2 separate regions of the Capsicum annuum genome follow, and region 2 is linked to region 1. A link is a contact called in public Hi-C data. All regions are on one chromosome and are shown on one strand. Each heading gives the region's core, a stretch centred on a gene start, on an enhancer-like site or on the middle of the called end of the contact. The rest is flanking DNA. Distances are from core to core; before and after follow the strand shown. Region 1 holds the start of LOC107863748 (1-acyl-sn-glycerol-3-phosphate acyltransferase 2). Region 2 holds the start of LOC107863746 (protein EMSY-LIKE 3).

The links. Hi-C and Micro-C count contacts between places; a contact is called where the count stands out from the background.
Region 2: a Hi-C map of leaf shows a contact between it and region 1, with 2.2 times the contacts expected there. The contact joins the promoter of LOC107863746 here to the promoter of LOC107863748 in region 1. A contact is called at or near these places in 2 of 5 Hi-C or Micro-C datasets (leaf and placenta).

The regions. Positions count from the first base shown.
Region 1 is chr3:68,279,155-68,281,854 of UCD10Xv1.1, reverse strand. LOC107863748 (1-acyl-sn-glycerol-3-phosphate acyltransferase 2) reads left to right here and starts at 1,340. Exons shown (of 12, transcript XM_016709865.2): 1 at 1,340-1,619; 2 at 1,779-1,927; 3 at 2,203-2,325. The coding sequence starts at 1,847.
Region 2 is chr3:68,491,942-68,494,641 of UCD10Xv1.1, reverse strand. It overlaps LOC107863746 (protein EMSY-LIKE 3), which reads right to left and starts at 1,434. Exons shown (of 9, transcript XM_016709859.2): 1 at 1,219-1,434. The coding sequence starts at 1,246.

The DNA.
Region 1 (2,700 bases), core at 91-2,590:
AGAAATCAGATAGTCGTTTATAATATAGATAGGGCATCTATTATAATATACAATGATGGTTTATAACCAATAAGATAGTGTCACCTGTACCCTATGGTATCGTGGCCAATAACCAAATGCCACTTGTCGAGGAACCGTTGGGTGGTGCTAGCCAAATATTCTGCATCTAACACAAACTTGTCAAAAATCGTCCTTGCGTACTTAAGAGCCCTGACACATTGATTCTCTATTTGTCCTTTTGCATGCAGTTGCTATCGCTGGTGACCGTTTTCCATTTTTGCCTAGACCGAGAAAGCATTTTTCCATCTTGGTATCACTCCTAGAGGACACGATCATGGGCCGTTTCAAAATTTACCGGACCCGAGTTGACTTATATTTGCTAACCTTATTTTACCCCATACAAATTCTATCACTCTCATTTATAAGTTTAAATGAAGATATCTACTTTTATTATGTATTGCAAGATACACAATATTTTCTCACATTCTTTGATAGAACTTCCAAGTCAAGTCCTGACAATGTGGACATTAAACCAAGTATGAATTGCAACCCAAATCATGAGGTTTCATTGGTTCTCAATCTGAATTAGAGTAATAATAACATTCATTTTCCACCGACAATCGAGACTATAAACTAAGGAGAGATACCACTGTATCTTGTGAGGGCTTTTATTGGAGAAATTTATGTCATTGGAGATTTTATTTGGCCTAAAATCAAATTCCCATTTTCAAAAAAATGAAAAATAAAAATAAAAATGACAAACTAGGAATCCGTTTGACCATAGATTTTTGAAATAATTTTTGAAAAATTAAATTGTCAAATATTGTTTGACCATACAATTTAGGGACCTTGAATTAAAAGGGGCAAACAAGTTTCTCAATTAAGCAAGGTTCCTTCAAGTTTTAAAAATTTGTTAAAAGGGACAATTTATTTTTCCGAGTTTTTTAAACATTTTCGCTCCAACAATTAAAAAGGTTGTCTCAACAGCTATAGAAGTTGTTTCAATAACTATCAAAGTTGTTCGACAACTTTGATAGTTGTTGAGACAACTAATACAATTGTCGAACAACTGTCCCAGTTATTTAAACGACTTTATCTTTTTTAACTTAATAATATTATGAGACTTGGGGGCCTTTCAACTCATTTTTCTCATACAATTTAACATTATGTAACGAATTATTCAAATTTTCAAATATTAGAAAATATTAATATTTGAGCTAAATTTTAATTTTTGTGAACTTTTAAAGATAAAATAATTTTCTAAATATTATGGCCAAACATATGATAAAATTTCACCTTTACCTTCGTCAAAAAATAATTTGTAAAAAATATTTGTGAATCTTTCGCCAAAGACTAGCTAGAAAGAAAACAGAAAACTCAATACGAGGAAAGAAAAGAAAAATGTGGATAATTATTATCGTCTCTGCATATGTCGTACATGAAAACACACCTTGAAATGGGAAACATCGTTTAAAGCGGGGCACAGATAGGCAGAAGTTGAAGCAAAATAGCAAATACTAGCACAAGCAGATGCACCGCCTCCTGACACTCTCCCATAACTCATACAAATAAATACACTAACCAGTCCCATCTGTAAAAATATTCAATTTCATTTCTGGGTATGTGTGAGAAATGAAAAAAATTGTTGATAAACTATTTATTTATTATTTATTGAGAGAACCCAATTTAACAATTCGTCATTAGTATCTCTCTTCTTCCAGTTTTTTAATTAATTCCCGATTTTTCTCTGTACTGAAAAAAGATTTTTTCATCTACAGATTACTTTTCTTGTGGGATTGCTTTTTTTTTTTTTTTCTATTTTTTTTTATTTTGGGAGTGTTAGTCTATGGCGATTGCTGCTGCAGCTGTTATCGTTCCGTTGGGCGTTCTCTTTTTCATTTCGGGTCTTGTAATCAATCTTATTCAGGTAATTCTTCTCCCAAGATTTGGGTTTATTTTATTTTTCTTTTTTTTTTCCAATTTGATTTGCTCGTACAACAACCCCGAAGTTATAAATCGGAAATATTTATTTATTCGCCTCCATTTTTGAGTATGCTGGAATGTAATTAAGCAATTTATTTAGTTCTCTGGGTTCGACTCTGATCTTTTGAGTTTTTATTTTTTCTGGAATCTTGGTTTGTTGACTGCCTCTTATGATTTATATACTAATGCGAAATTGATGGACTATTGAATCATACGCAGGCTACTTGTTTTGTCCTCGTACGGCCAATTTCCAAGAGCACATACAGGAGAATCAATAGAATCCTTGCGGAGCTCTTATGGCTGGAACTCGTGTGGATAGTTGATTGGTGGGCATGTGTAAAGGTAATGGCACTTAGGATATGTATAATTTTTTATATGTCTTCTCAATCATTTGGAAGCAAGCTGATTCCCGGTGGCGTATGCGCTAGCTTATGATTCCCTGTTGTCACATGCCCTTCCCTCTACAAGAAAAGAAAAATGGGGACAAAATAATAAAAGAATACAAAGCAAAAGAGTGGAAGAGGAACAAGCTAGTGGAAGAGGAACAAGCTATGTTCTCTTGTTGGTATGATCTCATTACGACCTGTATATGATGTCTCAAGAATATGAAATTGAATTTTGCAAACTTCGCGTACTGTAAGGATGAGACTTGCAAGAAATGAATTCCTGAGAATTCTCATGATCCACTAATGAGAGGGTGATTCTTTTGAAACTGTA
Region 2 (2,700 bases), core at 185-2,684, 210 kb before region 1:
AATTCACTCAATCAGCAATCAGAACAATAAAGGCATAACCTCTCTATGAATAGCATGTTATGGCGACATAACATAATGAGCAGATAAAAATATAAAATTTCACCGAACCATAGCCAAAAACAAATTCAAAACATCTAAAGCGGAAAGGGAAAAAAACATGTCGCAACATAAAGCATTATAACAAAAGAGAAAAGCCACCAGACCATGCCCCAGTTTTCAGAGGCAATCCAGTGGAATTCACAACTAAATTTACAGAATACGAGCCCCTTTATAGGTAGGGGTGGCAATGGGGCGGGGCAGGGGCGGGGCGGATTTTTTCTAAACCCTCAAATTTAAAAACCTCCCCGCATCAACTTTAAACCCGCATAAACCCGCCCCACACTCATAACTGCGCATACCCGCCCTGCACCGCCCCACTTTTTGTTTTTTCTTTTTTGAAAAATTTGTAACTCCACTAGAAATTTGCAACTAGAAAGTATAAAAGGGCAGCCCGGTGCAACTAGAAAGTAGTAACAATCAATTTCTATTCTATCACTTTTCACTAAGAAATTGTCAGAGAGGTATCGGGTATACAAGCAATGATCAAATATCATATTTTCATTAAAATGAATAAAGAAATTAAATTTAGAGATCAATCAGTTTATCTAATTATTTAAGTCCTTGCTACACATAAATTAAATAAGCTATGCACGGCAAAGTGATTTAATAAGGAAAAAACTTTAAACTTTTGTTTGATATTTTGAGTCATAAAATTATTTTACCAATTTCAAAAAAAAAAAGTTATTAAATTGTTTATCTTTAGTGTTATACATGTCGTTAAGTATCATAAAATTTTAAATAAAAAATACATATAATTTTAGGTGGATTCACGAAAATAATACTAACTTTTAGCTTCTTTTTTTTTGTTTGAACCTGCATCTACCAGCAACCCACACCGCCTCGCATCATTTAGAAAAAAATTACTTCAACCCGTCCAGCACCCACATAGTCTAAAACCCGCACCCTCTCCGCCCCATTGTCATCCCTATTTAGAAACCTAAAATATACAACAACAGATGAAATAGAATGAGGACACATGAATAATCTTTTCTTCCTCTCGAGAAAAGCTGCCTTTGAATCTTGGAATAAGGAGTAATATTCTGAGAGCAATTCGAGAAAGTCTGTAGGGCCAAAACCCTAAATCAATCTAGACAAATATGCAAGAAATCAGGGACTTACCGCTGCTGTCTATAAGTTCACAGTCCATATACCAAGAAACTAATAACAAAACACCAGATCTTCAAACTATATTAATCAAGAAAGCTTCAGAAATCCTATGAAATGAAAAGGCTGATGGAGAAAAGATTGTTGCTTTTTTTTTTCATTTATGACCTGTGCTGATGAAACAAGCACGGTTCGACGCTCCTACGGACAATTTAGAGCTCTTTGGATTTGTTATACAACTGCGAAGAACTTTTATAAAATAAAATTTTAAAAAAATACTTTAAAAAAAAAATATTTGTTAAATTTATTAGAAAAGTATTTTTAATAATTAAATTTTGTTTAAATAATTTTTTTCAAAAAATACTTTTTGAGATAAATGATCAAAAAAGACATCTATCAATAGATTTTTATTATTAAAATCAAATTATAAAGAAAATTTATTTTAAATATCTATTATAATATTTTTAATTAATCTTTTTAAATTTAATTAAAAAGCATGTACTCTAAAATTTTTAATTAATATTTATATATATAAATACATTAAAAAATTAAATGGTGATATATTGGTCAAATAATTTAAACATTACTTAAAACATCAAACAAAAATGAATACAAAAGTCATTTCATAAATTAAATCACTATATATGAAAAAATTAACAACAAAAATAATTAGACCTTCATACATCACAAAAATTCTCAACAATTTCATCCCTAATTTTACTACGCAATGTCTCCATACTTGTAAAATATATGTCTTATATTTCTGAAGGTATACCAAAAGGTTGGTCCACTTCTTCGATCTCTGGGATGATATCTTCATTAGCATAATAGTTAAAGTCTTTTTTAATATATTTTTATGGTGTTAAAATTTACTACGAAAAGACAGTCATCATATTCATAGATATATATATATATATATATATATATATATACACACACAATATTTTAACAAATATGTCACTTTTCATGAATTATTTATTTAAAATTAAATATTCGAGAAAAAAATTATATGTGATATCAAAATACAATCTTGTAATGTGAAAAAAATTATATGTGATATCAAAATACAATCTTGTAATGTGATTCTTATATATTCTTTAGTCATCATCATCAATGATATTTTTAAATTTATTTAAAGAAAATGAGTGAAAATAAAATAATAATATATAAATCATAAAGAATTATGACATAAATATAAAATATAAATTTTTAAAAATCAATTATTAATTATATATATATATATATATATATATATACATACATATATTTGTGTGTGTGATAGGGATATTTTTGTATATTTTTTTGCTTCTACTTTTGCTTATTTTGAGAAGCAGAAATTTTCTGCTTCTTCCCTGAAGCAGAAAAACTGTTTCTACTTATTTTTAAAAGCATTTTTACAAGTTTACCGAACATCCTTTTTTTTAAGTATTTTTTTCTCAGAATAAGTACTTATTTTGGGAAATAAGCAATCCCAAACAGACTATTAAAGACCAACAA